3 separate regions of the Mus musculus genome follow, and all the other regions are linked to region 3. Evidence: chromatin contacts called from public HiCAR-type and promoter capture Hi-C data. All regions are on one chromosome and are shown on one strand. The core of a region is the stretch at or near the end of the contact, and the rest is flanking DNA. Distances in the headings are between cores, read along the strand shown. Region 1 holds the start of Ccdc14 (coiled-coil domain containing 14). Region 2 has its middle 55 kb from the start of Snx4. Region 3 holds the start of Itgb5 (integrin beta 5).

Region 1 (2,700 bases), core at 200-2,699, 860 kb before region 3:
ACACTTGTGCACTGTCGTGCTCGGCTTATTTTCTGAGGAAGCTATACTAGTTATATTCTCACCAGGACTATACAAGAGTACCAATTTCTCAACACCATCACCAATACTTATTTTGTGATAGAAAATATTTTAACTTCCATTTCTTTGATGACTACAGCATATTTCCCTAGACATATTGACAACATGCAACCATTCAAAAAAGGAAGTCTCAAGACAGGGTTTTTTTTTTGGGGGGGAGGGGGGAGTGCAAAATATACATTAGCAAGAAAGACAACATTATAGGTATGTTGTTAAATGGTGGGAAACAAAGTAAAACCCCAAGTCTACTATATGCCAAGTGCTTTCTAAATCTCCAAGACAGAGATGAAATATTCTAGTAGTAGACTAGCACCAGGTCCAACATGAAGTGATTTGTGGAAGATTGCAAGATGCGGAAGGTGGCCTGAAGCACGCCCAACTAGCGGAGATGTGATGGTGTTGGAAAAATATTCTAGAGACGGTTCTTGACATGAGGGCTAGAAGGAAAATAGAATTAACAGGCCCACCATAATTTGAAAAGACGTGGGAGCACGAAAGGTCAGAACGCCCAGGGCACAGCAGGGCTAAAACTAGTTTAGCTCTATTGGACCTGATTGGATGGGGCGGGAACTGCAAAGGATCCAAAATGGCTCTGTTCCAAGCCAAATGTGTATCTTGAAAATGGGTTTCCCTGTCGTACTTGGAGCAGTTACTAGAGAACATCAAGAGTCACGCGTTTGAGAACGGAGGGCGGGTACAGCCACTTACTGGGAGACTCCAACAACAGAGACAGAAGATCAGTTAAGAGAAGCACCGAGAAGCTGAATCCGGGGAGAGGATTAACTCAAGCTAAGATCCTAAGAACTTCTCTGATAGAGATGTTATTAGGCAGTCGGACAAATGACCAAGTCGGGCAAATTACTGGCTTTGTAGAGGCACAATTGCTGGATAACTACGTAATATTGGAAACAACTGCAAAGCACAGAGCGGGAAGGAGGTCACTGCACTGGTGATAAAGGCTGGGCTTCGAACCCGGGGTCTGACACCAAACTGCGCTCTGGAAGACTGGCACGGCCGCCCTGAATAAAGCATTCATCTAGGGACGTCCTCACCACTTCGGGCGCGCCGCAGTTACTATTTTTTTTCTAGCACCTTCCTAAATCCCCCTCGCCTCTCGCCACCCCACAGTGGACTCATCAGGTCCGCAGCCCTCACCTGGCCCGGTCGAGATCCGGACCTGACCATTTCTCTCAGCCTCAGAAGAGCCCAGGCGTAGGGAAACGAATACTTGAGAAAAAAAGAATTAACCGCCGAGATGTCCGGACCTCCCTTGTCCCGCCCCCTGAGCTTCCGCTTCCGGGAAGAAGGCCGCGGACCGCCGGGACTCATAGCCTCCTTGGCGCTAAAAGGTTTTCCTTCGGGTCGGAACCTGGAGCCCTGGGCGTGCGCAACAGACTCCGCGTGCTCCAGCTTGCCACGCCCAGGCGGAGAGTGGGAGAGGCCAACAGACGGCCCGGGGGGCGGGGCGGACGCGGGGGCGGGGCCTGATGTGGGCGGGGCCTTGCGGGAGGGGCGGGGCGAGGAACTCGTTGGCTTTGCAGCATTCTTCAAACTGGTTGAAGTGGGAACCAGGGCCTGCTAGCCCATTGGGTAAAGGACTACCGCTGGATTTCAGAAGCTTTGTGTACTGTTTTAAGTGTATTTGTTCTTGAGAGTCAATAGAAATCTAACCTGAACAGTGTTCAATGGTTTGGCTGTCTACTTTTTCTATCGAGATAATTGCTGTTGATAAAGGATGGCAGTATTTTTTACCACTGATAGCTGCACTAAATAGAGAATGGTGTTTGAGACACTATATTTGGGATTGTTTTAAATCAAGTTGGAGAGAAATTAACCCGGTTGACTCTTCTTTCTATGGTAAGATGGCTACCTTTGTTAAAAAAAAAAAAAAAAAAAAAAAGGGTTGTGTTGATTTTAAAACCCTGGGACCTGTAGAGACTTAGTGGATAAGAGCAACTCTTGCCCTTGCAAAGAACTCAGGTTGGATACCCACAGGTAGTGGGTCACAACCATGTGACTCCAATTTCAGAAGATCTAGTACTCTCTTCTGCCTCCTCAGGCACCAGTTGTACAAGTGGTACTCACATATGCATACGACATTTTAAAGAAGGATATATATGTATACACACGCGCGCGCGCATAATTTTGCTTGGCCTGAAACTTACAATGTAGACCATACTGGTCTGAAATTCACAAAGACCCTCCTGTTTTTGCCTACCTAATGCTGGTGCTAAAGGTGTATGCTATCACACCCTACTTAAATAAACCTTTTTTAAAAAATGAATTTAAATGGGGCTGGAGAGATGGCTTAGTGGTTAAGAGCACTGACTGCTCTTCCAGACATTCTGAGTTCAATTCCCTGCAATCACATGATGGCTCACAACCATCTGTAATAGGATCTGATGCCCTCTTCTGGTGTGTCTGAACAGCTACAGTGTACTCACATATATAAAATAAATAAATAATTCTTTTTAAAAAAATTAGTTAAAATGTAGCTGAATAGGTAGCACATAAGTTAAGAGCACTAGATACAACTGCAGAGGATCTGAGTTCAATTCCTAGCATCAGCTCACAGCTGTCTACAACTTCAGTTCCAGGGAATCCAGTGCGCTTTTCTGGCCT
Region 2 (2,700 bases), core at 72-2,571, 520 kb after region 3:
AGACTGTCAGGTTCTGGACTAGGATGTGAAGAGAGCAGGGGTGGCCATGGCTCAGGGGAGAGCTGATGCCAGCCGAGCGACTGGCACTTGTGGACCACTAGGCCATATTTGACTTGTGCTGGCAGCTGCAGGGAGGAGCAGCCTCCAGCTTTACAGTGATGTCTGGGGCCTGAAGCTTCTCCTCTGGCTGTGGAGTAGACAGACAAGCACGATGAGACCGGCACCTGCCAGTGACCAACCCATGCTGTGAGTTCAAAGATCTCTGTCCGCAAAACACTGAGTGTGGGGCCGGGCTGCTCGTAGGCTGACCATGTGAAGAGAGATGTCTGTGTGCCAGTCCCAAGTACCCTGTCCTCGAGGCTTGAGTGGGTATGGTCTGGCTCCGTGCCAACTGCTTTGTCAGCAGAGGCAAGCAGAAAAACAACCTTTTAAGTCCTTCATGATGTGTGTGTGTTGAAGAATATATGGTGAATCTTGGTTTCTTAAAAAAAAAAAAAACCCAGTTATGCTATGTGCATGTTTTTGTTTTAATCTCAGGTGTGGGATAGAGGTTCCTTTAGTTTGTCCACAGCTGCTGTGATTTTTTTTTCATATTCTAGGAGGGGTGTGATCTTTGCCAGCTAAAAAATTGTTTATATTTGGAATTCTGGCGACTCTTGAGAGGGTATAAATGCGAGAGCCCTGAGCACGCGTGTGGAGGCTGCTTCTGGTTCCTCCTGCTTCCTCCTGGGCTCTGCTGCACTTGCTATTGCTGGATTGCTGGTTGGAGATGTCCTGAAGATAGAGATTGGATTTGCCACGGAACCCAATGCCCCTAGTCAGCAGGAAGTAGTATAAAGAGGTCTATACCTTTCCCTTCTAAACCTCTTTCTTACCTAGTGTTGCGGTGGGAGGATGGAAGGCATTAAGGTGGAATAAGGACTGGAAGTGTGGTAGGTATAAGAACCCAATAAAATAACAACAACAAAAATATCCAAGACAAAAACACAAGGACATACTATACCATCTTTCTAATCTAAAAGTGTGAAAACTTCTCATCTCTTCATTCTCCCAAGTGGAGTGTGTATTTCTCTTTTTGAAATAGTTTTTGGAGGCATTCGGGTATATTCCCAGCCTGGACAACATGACAAATCCTATTCTCAGAAGGACTGGGTTAGGATGTGTGGCTCAGTGGTAGAGCACCTGGATTCTCCCTGGAAGCCCTCCTTAGAGGACAGGCAAGCTCAACTCCCCCTCAAAAGGCTTCACTGCGTAGGACAGTGAGGTATCATCCAAGCCTGGTGAGTCCCCAGAAGACAGTCTCCTCTGAGTAATTACATTGCCAAAATGTAGGTAGAAAGGTCCAAGTTTAAAGGTCTGTTTACTTTATTGCCCTTTTACCACATGGACTGTGCCTGCTTGGTTAATGTTTATTTTGTTGAATAATCTAGTTTTAGTCACATCAATAAAAGTCCGTGCTACTTTTATAAAACAAAAACCAGTTTCAACCAGAGGTTTCTCCTGGGTCCGTTAGCTTTGCTGCCACCTAGTGGCACACTCCTAGAGTGCAGGGCTGGCCATATGGGACAGCCACCAGAGTTCCTTCCCTGGGCTAGAGTTCAGGGACTGCCTATAAGTGAGGTAGCCAGCCTGACCGAGGTTTACTCTAAATTCTAATTTCTACATACTAAAATAGAAAGTTCTCTATATGGGGGCAGGAGATTGTCACAATCAAAAGAACCAATGACCATCAAATGCCTAGTGTCCTGTAATTATTCAATGTCTTGGTGGAGAACTTGCTCTCACGGAGTGGTTTCCAACTGTTTATTATTATTAAGTATTATTATTAGTCTGTTTATTTAATGTGCATTGGTGTTTTATGTGCATGTATGTTGGCATAAGGGTGTCAGATCTTCTGGAACTGGAGTTATAGACAGTTATAAGCTGCCACATGGGTGCTCAGAGTTGAACTCATGTCCTCTGGAAGAGCAACCAGTGCTCTTTACTGTCGAGCCATCTCTCCAGCCCCTCCCAGATGTTTTTTTATAGATTCCTGGTCTCATGGTTTCTGTCACTGACCCCAGTGATATTACAGACAGGCACTACATTGTCAGGCACAACCTAAGTCTACGTTGGTCAGGCACTGTGGACCAGAGGTGAGAGAGAGAGCCCGATCAGGAGGGGTGTGGGTAAATCTAGCAAGTGATATTTAACAAATAAAGAGAAAGTCAGCCAGGAGCCCAAGGACTGGGAGAGGGCTGCCTGGATGGCGGCACAAGGGGGCACTAAGTCAAAAACACTGCAAGATTTTAAGAATGAATGACTCAGCAGAAGACAGCTGAAGATTCCAATTTTATAAATCTATAAATGAATTGAGCATGGTGGCACACATCTGTAATGCTTGTAAACTTGAAGGCTGAGATGGGAAGACTTGGAGTTTGCTAACCTGGGCTACACAAGATGCTGACAAAAATAAGGGGTGCAGAGGTAGTTGTCGCTAATGCGCTTGCCACACAGACACAAGGGCCAAAGAATCCACCCCAAAAGCTGGGCACACTGAGGATCCCATCCCATCACTGAGGAGGAAGTAACCGGTGAACCCCAGAGTTCACTGACCAAGATTCAGGGAGGGAGCATGGCTATGGTTGCCAACTGGACATGCCAGGGAGGCGGAAACCCCAGTTCAAGAACTGCCTCCATCAGACTGGCGTATGGATATGT
Region 3 (2,700 bases), core at 196-2,695:
AACACGAAAGATGTGGACACTGGTTGCCAGATTTGAGGGAGGGGTGGGTGGGACCCACTGATCTACTTATTTTCCCAGAAAAGCAGCCTTGCTACGCTATTAAGTTTGTACTGGGGCCTCAGCGACATTTTTTGGTTTCCTCAACTCCCTCCTTGCTCTCAGATGGAAACCTCAACCTCCTTCATGTAAATGAGACGGGTAGGGGTAACAGAGTTCTCCCCTCAAGCAGCCAGGCAACCACTGGGCTCAGAGAGGCAAACAAGTACCTCGGGCTTGAAAGTGAATAGCGCACTCTTAATCAATACACAATTACTTCCGACAGGAAGAGGAAAGTTCGGAAACTCCTCTTTGAGTGGGTAGGTTTGGAAGAGGTAGGAGCGTCAACTATCATTCTTCCTATAGGGATTTTTTTTTTTAAGACAGGGTCTCATTGTGTAGCATGCTAGGGTTAAAGGCGTGTGCCACCACTGTCCGGTCCCTAAACTTAATTGCCACTCCCAAGTCTGAAAACTGAACGCAGGTAGCTGGGGGCTCCCGCATCAGCGCCAGGGTGCATCCGGCTAAGGTAGCGCCAGCAGCCCCTCCGCAGTCCGGACACAGTGTTTGTGAATCACAGTACCGAACAGTATCAGATGGCGGTGTACCAGGTGGGGCAGCGACTTCGGACTTACAGAGAGTAATGACAACTTTCAATTTAGAGCAAACTTCGAAAGTTGCATTATCCACAGACCTCCGGGATGACTCGGTCGCCACACTTTGGCCCCCACATCACTCCCCGCGGGCCACAAGGGCCGCTTTGTGCAGGCGAGCGAAGAGCTAGGGCCCCAGCACCGGGCCCGGAGGCTTCCCCTCCCAAGTCCCCAGCGCCCTCGGGCTCCGCCACCAGACGCACACTGTTTACACAGGAAGGGAAGGCTCCTCCTCAGCCCGGGAGGGAACCCGCCAGCGCACGCAGATCTGATGCCCGCGCCTCGCCGACCCTTCTGGGAGCGCCCTGGGGTGCACTGCACCCTCGGCTCCCGCAAGCGGCCGCGGGCGAGCAAAAGTTGAGGAGCGCGCGGCGGGGCGGCGCGGCTTACCTGCGAGGCGCGGAACGAGCGCGCAGAGCCCGAGCAGACAGGCGTAGAGGGTCGCGGGCACCCGCGGCATGATGCGCGCCGCTCGGCTGGGGCGCTCGGCGGGGGCGGAGCGGGGCCGAGGCCGGGGACCGCAGCCGCATGCCGGGCGCTGCGCTCCGGCTCACGGCGCCCGCGGCCGGGCTGGTCCGCGCCCGGCCGCCACCATCCTCCTCGCTGGCCCGCTGGGACGCTCGGAGTTGTCGCTGCTCCGGACGCACCCTCGCCGAGTCCCCCGCGCGTCTACTCTCGGAGACCCTTCCCTTTTTCCTCGGCCGCCAGCCCCCACTCTTCTCTGCTTTCTCCTCCCCCCTCTCCTGCGGGCCGCCACTCGGTCAGTTTACGGCTAGGCGGGACGGGGCGGGGCGAGCTCGGGCCGGACCAGCTCCGCCCTGCACCGGGACCCGCCAGCACGCCTAGATCCTGGGTTGCCCAGGTGGCTGTCACAGCTGACCCACTTGTGGGGATCGGGTGTTCGAAACTTCTAGTTAGGGTCTCCCTCCCCGGTCTTGGAGTTGGGAGGGGGCGGGGCGCGCTCCATTAGGCCTGCAGAGATTACTTGGGCCAAAGCAATCTCAGTTTTGACTTCAGGATCGTGGGGCAGTTACGGCTTGGATCTGTCAGGCCATTTCGTCATGCCACAAGCGCATGCCAGGCCAGGCCTCGCCCGAGAATATTCAATCCAGACGCCACGCTTGGGATGGGCAGGGGAGGACACGTGGAACGTGGAAGTTCAGGTGAAGCGGAGGGCACCCTGGTGAGCAGGCACTGTGATAAGTGCTAACATCCCTCCCGTTGTTTAGGTGAGCAAACTGAGCCACCAAGGGTTAATATACTGGAGGAAGCGACTGCTAGCTTTTTCCCTGAAATCCAGATTTAAGTAAGGCAGCCTAACCTTTGCCTATTAAGAACCAGCTGGAGCTGGGCATGGTGGCACACGACTTTACACGGCACTTGGGAGGCAGGGGCAGTCAGATTTCTGAGTTTGAGGCCAGCCTGGTCTACAGAGTGAGTTCCAGGACAGCCAGGGCTACACAGAGAAACCCTGCCTCGAAAAAACCAAAAGAAAAAATAAATAAATAAAAGAAGAAGAAAAAGAAGGAGGAGGAGGAAGAGGAAGAGGAAGAAGAAGAAGAAGAAGCAGCAGAAGCAGCAGCAGCAGCAGCTAGAAGGTCAGGACTTGGCGGTGTAGGTGCAAAAACCTACCTAAGGCGTTTGAATCTTAAAAACTTTGTTGTGTCCACCTTTCAAACTCTTAACTGGGTGGCACTGACAGGAGCCAGTTTGTAGTGTGTGCATAGGGAAAAGTGAACCAATCCAGAGCAAACTTCAAAGTTCATCCTTGGACCATATGCAAATTCGTACTCTGTCCTACATTGCTTTGTTATGACTTAAAAGTCATATTTGGCCGGGTGTGGTGGTGCACGCCTTTAATCCCAGCACTCAGGAGGCAGAGGCAGGCAGATTTCTGAGTTCGAGGCCGGCCTGGTCTACAGAGTGAGTTCCAGGACAGCTAGGGCTACACAGAGAAACCCTGTCTCGAAAAAAAATCATGTTTGCTGCTAACCATTATCCAGTAGAATTC

Evidence for each region. Promoter capture Hi-C pulls out the DNA fragments that hold promoters and counts their contacts. HiCAR-type assays count read pairs that join an accessible place to other places.
Region 1: a contact with region 3 is called in a promoter capture Hi-C map of embryonic stem cells, with 2.2 times the contacts expected there. The contact joins the promoter of Ccdc14 here to the promoter of Itgb5 in region 3. A contact is called at or near these places in 4 of 39 promoter capture datasets (embryonic stem cells, liver and pre-B cells).
Region 2: a contact with region 3 is called in a HiCAR-type map of kidney, with 3 times the contacts expected there. The contact joins the enhancer-like site here to the promoter of Itgb5 in region 3. A contact is called at or near these places in 7 of 115 datasets of contacts at active chromatin or transcription factors (craniofacial prominence, embryonic basal ganglia, embryonic forebrain and 4 more) and 1 of 9 other capture datasets (embryonic stem cells).

Annotation. Positions count from the first base shown.
Region 1 is chr16:34,689,365-34,692,064 of GRCm38.p6, reverse strand. It overlaps Ccdc14 (coiled-coil domain containing 14), which reads right to left and starts at 1,449. Exons shown (of 13, transcript NM_172824.3): 1 at 1,234-1,449. The coding sequence starts at 1,407. Gm35150 (a long non-coding RNA gene) reads left to right here and starts at 1,359. Exons shown (of 4, transcript XR_876043.1): 1 at 1,359-1,427.
Region 2 is chr16:33,305,577-33,308,276 of GRCm38.p6, reverse strand. No RefSeq gene overlaps it. Among named protein-coding and RNA genes, the nearest start is that of Snx4, 55 kb to the right of the region's middle. Within about 2 kb of position 1,321, at least 34 of the 459 cell types and tissues checked have an H3K27ac peak or open chromatin away from gene starts, as enhancers often do. A contact at or near this core is called in kidney, where this site is marked.
Region 3 is chr16:33,828,410-33,831,109 of GRCm38.p6, reverse strand. It overlaps Itgb5 (integrin beta 5), which reads right to left and starts at 1,445. Exons shown (of 15, transcript NM_001145884.1): 1 at 1,080-1,445. The coding sequence starts at 1,149.